2 separate regions of the Bos taurus genome follow, and region 2 is linked to region 1. Evidence: chromatin contacts called from public Hi-C data. All regions are on one chromosome and are shown on one strand. Each heading gives the region's core, a stretch centred on a gene start, on an enhancer-like site or on the middle of the called end of the contact. The rest is flanking DNA. Distances are from core to core; before and after follow the strand shown.

What was found. Hi-C and Micro-C count contacts between places; a contact is called where the count stands out from the background.
Region 2: a Hi-C map of skeletal muscle shows a contact between it and region 1, with 5 times the contacts expected there. The contact joins the promoter of CNOT11 here to the promoter of RPL31 in region 1. A contact is called at or near these places in 3 of 11 Hi-C or Micro-C datasets (skeletal muscle, skin fibroblasts and an unstated tissue).

The regions. Positions count from the first base shown.
Region 1 is chr11:5,968,332-5,975,052 of ARS-UCD2.0, forward strand. RPL31 (ribosomal protein L31) reads left to right here and starts at 3,894. Exons shown (of 5, transcript NM_001025341.3): 1 at 3,894-3,915; 2 at 4,326-4,432. The coding sequence starts at 4,326. It overlaps NPAS2 (neuronal PAS domain protein 2), which reads left to right. Exons shown (of 22, transcript NM_001083763.1): 22 at 1,079-2,492. The coding sequence ends at 1,246.
Region 2 is chr11:6,160,439-6,167,523 of ARS-UCD2.0, forward strand. It overlaps CNOT11 (CCR4-NOT transcription complex subunit 11), which reads left to right and starts at 4,149. Exons shown (of 7, transcript XM_002691150.6): 1 at 4,149-4,748. The coding sequence starts at 4,232.

The DNA.
Region 1 (6,721 bases), core at 2,644-5,143:
TTGTAGGTGCCTGTTCCACCCAGATGCAGGGCTAAGGATGCAAGGAGCACTCAGGGACCCTGAGTGCAGGGGGACAGGGGACATCACAGAGAGTCAGTGCCAATGGAGCACTGGGGCTGGGGGGCCAAGGTCAAAAAAGGATGGGGCGTGGGGATGGAAACTCTCCAAGAGTGGATGGCTGAGTGTGAAGTGTGAGGGGACAACGTTTCAACAACAGAGGCAGCCTGCACCGAGGTAGAGGGGCAGATGTGCCTTGCGCAGCTTTGGAAACAGGGTGGACTGGGTTCCTTAGAGGGGAGATTTCATGGCTGGAAATAATGCGAGGTGAGACTGAAGGTTCCAGAGTTAATGTTTGACCAGTTGTTGTCAGTTTTCAGTCGTGTCTGACTCTTTGAGGCTCTGTGGACTGTAGCCCCCACCCCAGGCTCCTCTGTCCATGGGATTTTCCAGGCTTTGAGGATACTGAACTGGGTTACCATGCCCTTCTCCAGGGGATCTTCCCAACCCAGGGATTGAACCCAGGTCTCCTGCACTGCAGGTGGATTCTTTACCATCTGAGGCACCAGGAAAACCCAGTGAGTTTCTGAGCTTCAAATTAGGATGCTTCCTAGCACATGGCTGTATTTGGAAGTGATTCTGGAAATAGGGACCACCAGTGAAAAGTATGTGGACTGCAGGCCTGTTTAGATGCTGTACCGGCAATGATGTGCATGTGGTGTCAGGTTCCAGCATCCAATACCACACAGGCTATGTGGGGGCTCCTGTGCATGTGTTCAAGAAACCACTTCCTGCAGCCTAGAATCCCAGGGACAGGGGAGCCTGGTGGGCTGCCGTCTGTGGGGTCACACAGAGTCAGACACGACTGAAGTGACTTAGCAGCAGCAGCAGCGGGCCCCCGGCCACCGGCCAGGAGGAACCCCTAGTGCTGGCCTGAGAGCTGGGCTTCCTTCCCCCCAGGTCTTCAGGCAGGGGAGGAGGACCCTTTAATCTGAGGAGGACTGCATCACCGCCCCAGCCATTTAGGGAAGGAGTCCCTGAATCCCAGAACCTTCCCTGGAGCTGGTTCCTTTCTTTCCAGGTGCAGGTGCCAACCTCTCTGCACAGTGAGCAGCAGGACTCCCTCCTTCTCTCCACCTACTCGCAACAGCCAGGGTCCCTGGTCTACCCGACGCCGGGGCCCGCGCGCCCGGCCCGAAGGGTCAGCAGCCTGTCTGAGTCCTCAGGCCTCCAGCAGCCGCCCCGGTAGTGGCCAGGCACCTCGGTTGGGTCACATCAGCTTTAACCAATGGACGGACGAGGGGGCGGGTGGCCAAGGAGTTGGGGAGAAGGGTTTAAAGGACACCCCAACTTCCGTGCACGCCGCATCCATTTCAGAGCTCCTGGGTGGTGACCATGTCCGAGGGCAGCGGCCAGCATGGACATGAGTGAGCAGGGAAGCTGGCCCTGTTTCCCCTTTCCCTGTGCTTCATAGCCACACTCTACAACCATACCCAGACGGACCGACCGCGGTCCCCAGCTGAGCGCATCAGAGCATCACTCTGTTCAGCTTAGAGATGGAGCGTCTCTGCTGGATCGCCCCTCCTCCCAGCGTGGACCAGCCTCTGCGCCACGTGCGCATGTGCTCATTGGCCTTCACTCTCCAGACCCTCTTTCCTCGGAGAAGCACCCGGTCAGCGATGTCTTGAATGGAGAGATGATTTTTTTTCTCATTATGTTTAGATGATCGTTTCTGTCTTAATTTGCACAGCTGCACAAGGAGATAACGTAGGCACTTTCCTCTTTTTTTTTTTTTTTAACCAAGTCTCCTGACTTCACACGGAGACCCCAGTAACAAAAACAGCCCACCAATCAGAAAGCAAAGCTGGGCATTATTAACCAGACTGCAGCCCCCCCACCTCCCACCCACCCGCCCTAAACCCTAATGGAATGAGACTCTTCTCCCCACACCGTTCTGGTGATTGGCTTTTTTTTCTTTTCCTGAATGTAACACTGGACTGTCTTCTGTTGACTTCCCGGTGATTGCAACTACAAAGGTGACTCAACGCAAAGTACAATCCTGCAGGTAATGTTCTGGGATTCTGACAGGACTCAAGGACTGTGAAAGGGAAGGTTTTACAGGCCAGACAGGGCCCCAGGAAACCCCCTTCCCCGCCATGCTGGCCCTCGGAGTGAGGATGCCACAGCTTTCTACATATCTTTCCTGACCGAGACCCAGGAGTGGATTTTCCTTTTCAAAAATGCACTTTGCTTTTTTTGTATGTTTTGTTGAGATGTTTCTAAAGAGAAGATTTTATGTAATTATAAGACGAAGTGTAGTGAATTGTACAGCCGTTGTAATAAGGACCTATTTCTATATAAAATAAAACTGTATGGATTCTGTGTAAATTATTTTGTATCTGAGACACCAGTTCCTTTCCCAAAATATAAGAGGATAAAAGTTTTCTTGTGTATTTCTGTGAGTGGACATTTTGTAATAAATTAACAAATTTGTATAATTTCCTTTTGAGGCAGTTTCTGTACCTTGTTCTTGATGCATTCATACCTCTCTTCGTCAGTAAACTTTTTTTTTTTTTTTAATTTCAACACGTTTCTAAGGATAATCAAAAATCCAGAAAAGGTGGGAGCGAGCAACCAATAATCTGGGTAATGGCCTTAGGTTTTTTGAGCTCACATGCATCTCAGCCTATTGGGATCCTGATCTTTATTTTAAAGATTGTGCCGGAAGAAATCAATGCTTCTTTTAGAAATGATAGCAAAACAAACTGACAAAACCAGAAAAAGTTCCTGGAAACATCTCTAACTTAAGAGACATGGGTAATCCATAGAGATGACCAAGCCATAATCCACAGAAGCAGGTATAGCCCATAATTAAACTCACCTGGTTCCATGGCCTCTTGCTTGCCAGCACTTATGTGATGCATAAGTGATGCACCAGGGTTTGTGTGTCTGTCTGGGAGACCTGTGCACACAGAGACCTGTGCACACATCATGTGGATAGGGGAGATACAGCAGAAGGCACCCCTCTGATCAGCAGACGGAAGGTCCAGAGTTCTGAACCCGTGGGTTTGGCATGGGGACCCGGGACTTGGCCATGAAGTCTGTCAACTCACACCTAACCTCCTGGCATCATTTTCAAGGTACCTATTTTACACCAGGTGTTGGATAAAAGCGCTGCTTCCATTGCTGTTATTGGGTCATTTTGTTGTGATAGAGCTAAAAACATATTTAAGGTCACGAAATCATATTGATTTCTCCAATATAATAGACAGTACATAGTACTTCACTCTTCCTTTCTAAGGTGATTTTATCAATAACTGTCTACTGAATTGACATTTCATATAGTCAGTTACAAACTGGCGCTTTAATTTCGAAACGCTTCTTGTGCAAACCCACCTCTGCTCTGCCTCCCTCGTCGCCCCTAGCCTAGGCCCCTCTGCATCTCTGCAGCTAGCTGATCGCTGCCGCCGGGAAAGGCTCCCGGCTCCCTCCAGGCCGGCAGGCGCGTAGGTCATCTCCGGGCTGCCAACCAGGCTCACAGGTTCAGGCAATGCTGGCCGAATCACTGGGCGAGTGGGAAAAACAGAAGAGCATTTTCTCTGCCTATCCTGCCCCACTCCACCTGGGGACCAGGATCCCGTTTTCTCTGAAGACTTAAACGCGAACCGCAAGCCCCTCCCACCCTCGTTCGCGCGCAGGAGGTGGAGACCGGAGAGAGGAAGCTGCGAGAGAAAGCGGGACGCCCGAGGCCCCGCCCCAGAGGCCTTCACGCCTTTTCCCCCCGGCGCGCGCTGCTTGCGTCACTGCAGCGCCTCTTCCTTCCCCCGCCTCCAGGTAACCCGGAAGTTGTACTTGCGAGGCTGCTTTCCTTCTCCCACAATCCCTCGCGCTCTTCCTTTCCATCCCCGGCCCTGCAGGGTGAGTATGGCTGCTGAGTTTGGTCTGCAGTAATCCGGTGCCATCCTCTACTTGGATTGTGGTGACCAGGCCTGCAGGCTCTGTCCTGAGCTGGCCTGGGACCCCGCGTCCCCGGCGCACGGGAATGTACGCTGCATTTAAGGGCTCCCGGAGCCTGAGAGAGAGAGGCCAGTCTTGGGGGAACCCGAGCTGCAGGGGTTTCCGGGGCGGCGGCACCTAAGGGATACGGCTACTTGGGCCGCGGGGTAGCCGGCTTGTTTACCCAGACCTGGGGCTTCAGGGACCTGGCCGGACTTTCTGTCCCCGGAAACCGTACCGAGGGCGGCTGCGTGAGGCCGTGCCGGGAGGGAGGGCTTGACTTAGGTTTGACGCACTCTCCCTGAGCGGCTTTGTCGCCTGGGTTTGTTTAGATGGCTCCCGCAAAGAAGGGCGGCGAGAAGAAGAAGGGCCGGTCCGCCATCAACGAGGTGGTGACAAGAGAATACACCATCAACATTCACAAGCGCATCCATGGAGTGTGAGTACCCCTGCGGCCTGCCGCTGGCCCTGCTGTTGGGGGCTCCCGAAATCACGGTCTGGTGGTCCCTGAATCTGTCTAGCCTGAAGGCTGGGTGGGCCAGAAATTACGCATTAATGCTGTGAAAGCTCAAGTCTATTTCCATGGACCCTGTTTCAGGTTTATAGGGTTTAAAGGGTAATACCTCAGAGGTTGATACCTAGAAACGGGAGGTAAAACGGTAAGGTTTCTGGGAGAGCCAACTTGAGGAGATACAGTGATTAAACCAGTCCACTCGTTGCTTTGTCTTTGAATAAAACCCTGGAAGGCCTGAAGGTTGTGCAGGAGGGAACGCTGATGTGTCTAGGTCTTTGTAGTCAAGTTCACTAGTTAATTGAAGCCGGACTGGCCAATAACAGGAACGCTGTGATGCGGTTTCTTTAGTTCCCTGATGCACACAGATGGATCCTGACACTGGGAAAGTCGTAATACCGGGAGTGAAACCGTTGTAGAGACCAGGAAAGGATGTGTCAGTGGAGTTGTTTGCTGAGAGGACACCTGGAGGTTGTGCGTCGTGCGTTGGCGATACACAGGAATATTGGGGGTGATTTCCAATGTCTGGGTTCTTGGTGTTGGTCTCTGGAGATCTGGTTGTAGTCCTTTCTTCCCTTTTCTGCATATGGTGCTCACTAGTGATACTGGAGACTGCATCTTTTCTTGAATGCTGCTGTTTGGATTCTTTTTAACAGCAAACATTGCCCTGCAAAAATTTCTTGACTGGCTTGGTCGGTGTCGGGTGTATCTGGACAGCTGATTTTGTGAGGGACCTACATGTGGCAGCCACCCCACTGGGCCTGGCACTTCTGGCCAGGTGTTGATCATGTGTGATCCAGGGAGTATTGTGTATATGGAGTCTTTCTGTTTGGGGCGTGGTGGATTCATGTGGGGAGCACATTGAGCACATCAGTGTATCTTGGGGTCTGCAGGTTCAACAGGAAACCGAAAGATCCTGCCCTCCTAGCTAGGAGGAGGCGGTAGACAAGCATCCAGAGAGAAAAGGGTGAAGAGTAAATCCTAGGATGATGTTTTACAGGCCACACAGTTAACCGGACTTTAGAAGAGTGGGTTTGAGCCATCGCGGGTGGATGAGTTTTTCAGGCATTTTTGTTACAAAAGCTCTAAGTGAAGACCTTCACAGTACTAAATGAATGGGTTGTTTTTAGTTCCTGATGGGCAACAATTGGCAGTTCTTTGTTCATTCATTTTACTCCGTAGGATTTCACTTTCTAGTGTCTTTCTTGCCTCTGCAGCTGCTCCTCCTTGATCTGTTTCTCCTCACATCCCATCCTCTTATATTGAGTCCATAACTCAGCCCTTCTCTAACTATGCTTGGTAATAGCAACTAGTTTTAGGGCCTCGTATGTCCAGCTGCTGTTGAGATGCATAGTTTTTTAATAGGCATTTCACATTTTACATAACCCTGAACCAAACTCCCTGTGTCCATGCTGCCCCCCCACCCCACCCCACCCACTCACACACTTTCCAGTTTCCCTGCAGCCTTCCCTTTTTGTTGGCAAGGGAGCATGTCCTCTTGGGTCTGCCTTCCTTGGCCTGAGTACACTGCCTCCCACCACCAAGGAGACAAGAACTGTTTCCTTGATGGGCTCCTGGTTCCCTCCTCCACTCCAAACACCTGGAGGGTCTGCTCCCAGACCCTCCATTGGCTGGCTTCCCATCTTACCATCTTTTTTTTTTTTCCATCTTACCATCTTAAGAGGCCAGAGTTCTGCTATGATTCTACATGGGTTGGCCACTTACTTAATCATAGCTGGCAAGTACCTGATTCAGGGCAGCAGTTTGAGCTTAGTCTTACCCACCCCCATAATGCTTTTTCTCACAGGTAGCTAAACAGGCGCCCTTCTCTTTGGATCTTGACTTCAGTATCTGTGGTCATCTTAAACATGCAGCCCCCTTCCCTATTCCTCTCCTTTCTCTGGTTTTTTCTTTGTAGCATTTTTTTTCTGTATGGTTAAATATTTAAGTGAATGAAGTGAGCTTGTTTGATGGGTTCAAGGAGGCTGGTGAGGGGTAGAGTGGGGAGGGGGCGGATATGGTAACTGACGTGGCTCTTAACATTCACAGTCTGTTTAACTTTTGGTCTCTGCCCCACTTGGAATAGCTTTCACTTAACCAACTGATTGATCATTTTAGCCAGTAATAGAGTTCTGCTTTCTCACATTTTGTATTTAACTGAAAGCACGAAATTTAAGGAATTTATGTATCCGTTTCTAAACAGCAGGTTAATCGTGC
Region 2 (7,085 bases), core at 2,899-5,398, 190 kb after region 1:
TGCGAGTTACTATAGGGCTGAACAAGAGGCTGCCCAACTCCTCTGAGGCAGGGCTTTATCGTCTCTGCTCACTGCCTCCTGCCCTGGCTGGCACATAGTAGGGGCTCAAAACACTGTTTGTTGGGGACTTCCCTGGTGGTCCAGTGGCTAAGACTCCAAACACCCAATGCAAGGGGTCCAGGTTTGATCCCTGGTCTCGGAACTTAAGATCTCTCATGCCACAACTAAGAGTTTGCATGGCTCAACCAAAGATCCCATGTGCTGCAAAATACATAAGTAAATATAAAAATAAACCGCAGTGTTTTTTAACTGTATAAATGCTAAGGGAGAGTCTAAGGACAGAGATGAGGTGGGTGTGAAGGAGAATCACCAAGACACGTGCCCAGGAGAACTTTGGGTCTCTACTGATTGGAGAATGTTTTGTCTCCTCAAAACGCATGTCCACCCAGAACCTCAGGATGTGACCTTATTTGGAAATGGGGTCTTTACAGGTGTAATTAGTCAGGATGAGGTCATATGTGATTAGGGTGACTGGTGTCCCCATAAGAAAGCCAAGTGAAGCACAGATACACAGGAAAGAAGGCCACATGTTGATACTCTGCATAATATAGACAACTACTGAGAACCTACTACATAGCTCAGAGAATTCTACGCAACGTGCTGTGGTGCCCTGAACGTGCAGGAGCAGTTTGAGATGCAAAGTAAAACGAAACAACAGGCAAAACTGCTGAGAAGGAAAGGTCTACATGAGAGAAGGACTTACGTGAAGGTGGTCAAAATGTACAAACTTCCAGTTACACATGAGAAATAAGTTCTGGGGCTTTAATATACAGCCTGGTAACTACAGTTAACAATACTGTACTGTATATTTGAGTGTTGCTAAGAGAGTAGATCTTAAAAAGTTTTCATCACAAGGAAAAATAGTGTGTGAGGTGAACGATGTCAACTAAACTTACTGTGCTAATCATTTTGTAATGTATGTTGTTTGTTGTCATTCAGTTGCTAGGTCATGCCCGACCCTTTGCGACCCCACGGACTGCAGCACGCCAGGATTCCCTGTCCTTCGCTATCTCCTGGAGTTTGCTCAAACTCATGTCCATTGAGTCAGTGATCTTGTCCAACCATCTCATTCTCTGTCACTCTCTTCCCTTTTGCCTTCAATCTTCACCAGCATCAGGGTCTTTTCCAATGAGTCGGCGCTTCGCATCAGGTGGCCAAAGTACTGGAGCTTCAGCTTTGGCATCAGTCTTTCCAACGAATATTCAGGGTTTATTTCCTTTAGGATTGACTGACTGGATCTCCTTGCTATCCAAGGGACCTCAAGCATATTCTCCAGCACCATATATCAAAACATTATATGCTATACACCTGAAACTTATACAATGTTATATATCAATACATATCAATAAAACTGAGTTTAAAAAAATGAATGGGAAGGGAATCCAAAAAAGAGAAGATATATATATATATTCACTTTGCTGTTCAGTAGAAAGTAATGCAACATTGTAAAGCAACTATACTCCAATGAACATTAATATAAAAAAAGGCCACCTGACCTCAGAGGCAGAGATGGGAATGGCAGAAGCATAAGAGAAAGGACGCCAGACACCAATGGACATCACTGGGAGCCAGGAGACAAAGAGGTATTCTTCCCTACAGCCTTCAAGGGTGTAGAGCCTGGCTCTGCTCATACCTTCATTTTGGAACTTTAGCTTCCAGAACTATGAGAGGACAGATTTATGTTTGTGGTTATTTGTTTCCAGGACCTGAGAGTTGTTTTCAGGGAACATGCAGGAAACCCTGGATACTGCTGTTAAATAACAAAAATACAAACCGGGTACATTTCAGAGATCTAATTGGTTTTACTGAACCATTCACAAGTGAGGCAGCATCCCATTCAGGAAGTAGAGAGGAGCTCCCAACAGCTTTAGGAAAGGAAATGTTTTCAAAGGCAAGACAAGGAACTCATCAGCAAAAAAACGTTATTTCAGGCATAGGTAACTCGCTTATGGGGCTTCTTAGGTGGCTCAGTGGGTAAAGAACCCGCCCGCAACGCAAGTGATGCAGATTCACTCCCTGGGTCAAGAAAATCCCCTGGAGGAGGGCACGGCAACCCACTCCAGTATTCTTGCCTGGAGAATTCCACAGACAGAGGAGCCTGGCAGGTAAAAGAGTTGGACATGACTGAAGCGACTGAGCACAGCACACAACTTGCTTATGGGGAACGGAAGGGGTCTTTGTGGCAGGCTACCTCATCTTCCTTTGGGGAATAGAGAGGGTCCAGATGACCAATTACCTCATTGATGCAGACTAGAAAATTTCTGGTTAAGCCTACATTTTGGCTTCCCTGGTGGCTGAGACGGTAAAGAATCTGCCTTCTATGCGGGAGACTGGGGTTCAACCATGGATCAGGAAGGTCCCCTGGAGGAGGGAATGGCAACCCACTCGAGTATTCTTGCCTGGAGAATTCCATGGACGGAAGAGTCTGATTGGCTGCAGTCCCTGAGGTCGCAAAGAGTCGGCTACAACCGATTGACTAGCATTCATACTTTCTGGGGGAGGATGAAGTTTTAGTTAGGTTAGTGGTGTGACCTAGGAGAAGTGACTCCACTGGGGCCTCTGGGGTTCTTTTTAACATCAACCTAATTTTGAAACTGTTCCTACAGAAAAAAAAAAAGTTTATTGGGGCTTGGGGGGCACATAATGTTCAAATATTTTGAAACAACTTAAAAAAAAAAAAAAAAAAACTGGACTCACTTCTTGAATTGACTATTAGAGGGACTTTCCTGGTGGTGTGGTGGCTAAGACTCTGTGCTCCCAACGCAAGTGACTTGGATTTGATCCCTGGTCAGGGAACTAGATCCCACTGCTAAAGGTCCAGCATGCCACACCTGGCCAGACCTGGCACAGCCTAAATAGATAAACAAACAAACAAAAAAAATCTTAAGTACAAAAATAAAAAGACCAAACCCCAGTAACAAACAGACCTCCCAAACACAATGAAGTTTATTTACTGTAGTAAATAAGAATACCTTCAAGATAATTTAAATCAGTTTCCCAAGTTAGCAAGTCATGTGTGCTGCTCTTAACCGGCAGGACCTTTCTAGAGACATATCTAACCATTTTTTAAACTTAAAAAAAAATGCATTTAGCTGCGCCAGGCCTTTGCTGTGGCACATGGAGTCTTTGCTCTTCATTGCATCATGCATGATCTCAGCTCCCTGACCTGGGATCCAATCCAGGCCCCCTGTATGGGGAGGACAGAGTTTTAGCCACTGGTCCACCAGGAAAGTCCCTCTAATAGTCAATTCAAGAAGTCTTCAGAATAGGCATCTTCAATGACCAACCAATTTCTCTTCTTTCCATTTTATTTTAGAACTAAGGAGGCACTGAACTAGAGAATTCTCCAGTTGCCAGCATTAGTTAGGTCACACGGGATTTCCCAAACTTGAGATTCCCAAATTCCCTGGCAGGAATCCCTGCAGGGTTTTGCAGGTCTAAGGGAGGAACCGAGCAAGTCTGGGTCACACCACTCGGTGGTTCCCAGCCTGGAGCGAGCCCTAGTCACCTGGGCAGGTGTTTCTGCTTTCTGAAAACATTTTCCGGAAATTTTGTTAAAACAACTCCGTACAATAGCTCGTGTGCAGTATGACTCCATTTCTTCAAATAGTGTAGGATTGAAAATTAATTTTGGTTATGAGAAACGCGTGGTCTATAGTTATTTGCATTTTTAAAAAATCTTCTACCATGAATAGTCATGTGTGTTAATTAAGAGAGTTTTTCAGTTTCTAATAAGCATTTTCCAGAGGCTTATCTGGACAATGGTTTCTCCGGGGCACACTGCCGGCGGGGGGGGGGGGGGGGGCGGGGAGGGAGGGGTGCGCCTCTCGCTCGCGCACGCGCAGATGACAACTCAGCTCTGCTCTGGGGCTCCGCGAGACTTCCGCAGGGCGAGATCCGGGCCCCGCCGGCGGCTCGGCCCCTCCTCCAAGCCCCGCCTCAATTTCCGGCTTTTTGCTCCGCCCCCTCGGCGTCTCGGGATCTTCTCCCTGGCCTGGCTCCAGCAGCCTCGCTCTGGCTGCGCGCTGCCCTCTCTTCTATTGCCGGCTGGGTTCCAGGCTTGTTTTGTTTGCGACGCTGTCGTGCCACAGCGCGCTTTACGGCCGCAGGGACGGAGCGAGCCGGCGCCAGGGCCCCTCCGGCCGTGAAGCAGGACGGGGGAAAGAGGTTGATGCCCGGCGGCGGGGCAAGCGCGTCATCTGGTCGGCTTCTCACCGCCGCGGAGCAAAGGGGAACCCGGGAAGCGGCGGGGTCGGCGTCCAGGAGCGGCCCGGGAGGCTCGGGCTCCGGCGGCAGAGGCGGAGCGGGCGTCCCCGGGCCGGGGAGCGGAGGCCCTGGGGGCCCCGCGGGCAGGATGAGCCTGACCCCGAAGGAGCTCTCGAGCCTGCTGAGCATCATCTCGGAGGAGGCGGGCGGCGGCAGCACCTTCGAGGGCCTGTCCACCGCCTTCCACCACTACTTCAGCAAAGCCGACCACTTCCGCCTGGGCTCGGTGCTCGTGATGCTGCTGCAGCAGCCGGACCTGCTACCCAGCGCGGCGCAGCGCCTCACGGCGCTCTACCTGCTCTGGGAGATGTACCGCACCGAGCCGCTCGCCGCCAACCCCTTCGCCGCCAGCTTCGCGCACCTGCTTAACCCCGCGCCGCCCGCCCGCGGCGGCCAGGAACCCGACCGGCCGCCCCTCTCAGGTACGGCTGGGACCGCCTTCCTGGAGCTGCTGGGCCTTCACCGGCCTGGGAAATCCGTCGTCTCCTTTTGAAATTCCCTCCCCACCCCCTCCACCAAGTACGGACGAGTGGCAGCTTCCTGGCACCGAAAATTAACCGCTCCCCCCGCAACAGTAGGAGCCGTCAAACCGTGCAGCTTAGTGTGGGGCTTGACGCTTTTGTGCCTCACATGCGGTTCGTTCTCGTCTAGCCCGTCAGAGGTGTGTGAAGTTGTAAGTAACGACACACTTTATCTGCCCCCGGCTTTAAGTCTCAGGAGAGTCAATGAGAAGTCATTCAGAACCGGAAGACGTGGTTGAGGCGGAGATACACATTACGCAGGGCTTCCCCGGTGGCTCAGTGGTAAAGAACCCGGCTGCCAATGCAGGAGACACGGGTTGGACCCCTGGGTCACGAAGATCTTCTGGAGAAGGAAATGGCAACCCACTCCAGTATTCTTGCTTAGAGAATCCCATGGACAGAAGAGCCTGGCAGGCTACAGTTCATGGGGTCGCAGAGTGGGACACGACTTACCAGCTAAACAACAAAGGATTATACTAGCCACCTTCTTGCTGTTAGGTGTTCTTGGTTAACGCGATGGGGTCACAGGATAGAAAACAGCCTCGAATTCACCGCCTAGATTATAAAACTACTACTGGACATTATGTAAAAGGTGTGTTTTCTGCAACTTTGGTGAGACCGGTGGATTTGATGTGAGACTGCTTTTTTTTGTTTTGGTAACTCAAGAGCTTGTTTATGAGACTTGATTTTAGGAGAAGACCTGAAGCCAGGAGAGGAGAACGGCATAGAGGAGAAGATGGTGATGAGTGTCTGGGAGATTTAGACAGGGCCCAGTGTAGTGGGCAGAACAGGTTGTCAGAGGTGGGAAGCAGCTTGATCTCCTAGTCCTTAGGCAGTGAGGAAACAGGTAAGTCACTCCTTAGGAAGGGACTGCTATTCCGGGAGCCAGAAGGTGAAGGCAGGATTAATGTAATACTAGAGAATTTTTTCCTGCAGGAGAGGGCTTCTGCAGTTAAGCTAGTCATTGTTGCTGCTGGCAATTCTTCTGGATCTAAAGCATCTTCTGATTGGTTACCTAAAAGGGGCAACTTTTGTATTCCATGAGATATCTGTAGCGTGCAGGTTCTGAACCTGACTTTCAGGAAGTTTGAGAATGTCCAGAAAAGTGACTGCAAGGTGTGTTGTGTGTGTGTATATGTGTGGTCTGGTCAAACCCGCCACCCAAGATGGACAGAGACAGTGTGGGATTTGGGTCTGAGAGCCTTCTGAATTCTGTAGGATGGGTTAGGTAAAGGAACTGTGACTTATGTAATGTTATTCTCAAATGCAATGAGTCTGAAACTAGATCTAGGCTGTTAACTTTGTATTGTAAATAGATTTCCCAGGAAAGAAATCCATAGATCGGTTATTTTGCCTGTCTCTGCCTCAGTTTACTTCTCTGTAAGCTGCAGATAATAATTCCCAGCTGGCAGAGTAGGCAGCAAGCATCTACCTGCAAAGCAGAAAACCAGAATTTGATCCCTGGGTCAGGAAGTTCCCCTGGAGAAGGGAATGGCAACCCATCCAGTATTCTTGCCTGGAGAATCCCATGGACAGAGGAGCCTGGCAGGCTAGTCCATGACATGGCAAAGAGTTGCACATGACTTCAGTTCAGTTCAGTTGCTCAGTCGTGTCCGACTCTTTGCCACCCCATGAATGCAGCACGCCAGGCCTCCCTGTCCATCACCAACTCCCAGAGTTCACTCAAACTCAAGTCCATTGAGTCGGTGATGCCATCCAGCCATCTTATCCTCTGTCGTCCCCTTCTCCTCCTGCCCCCAATCCCTCCCAGCATCAGAGTCTTTTCCAATGAGTCAACTCTTCCCATGAGGTGGCCAAAGTACTGGAGTTTCAGCTTTAGCATCAGTCCTTCCAACGAACACCCAGGACTGATCTCCTTTAGAATGGACTGGCTGGATCTCCTTGCAGTCCAAGGGACTCTCAAGAGTCTTCTCTAACACCACAGTTCAAAAGCATCAATTCTTCGGTGCTCAGCTTTCTTTACAGTCCAACTCTCACATCCATACATGACCACAGGAAAAACCATAGCCTTGACCAGACGAACCTTTGTTGGCAAAGTAATGTCTCTGCTTTTGAATCTGCTATCTAGGTTGGTCATAACTTTCCTTCCAAGGAGTAAGCGTCTTTTAATTTCATGGCTGCAATCACCATCTGCAGTGATTTTGGAGCCCAGAAAAATAAAGTCTGACACTGTTTCCACTCTTTCCCCATCTATTTCCCATGAAGTGATGGGACCAG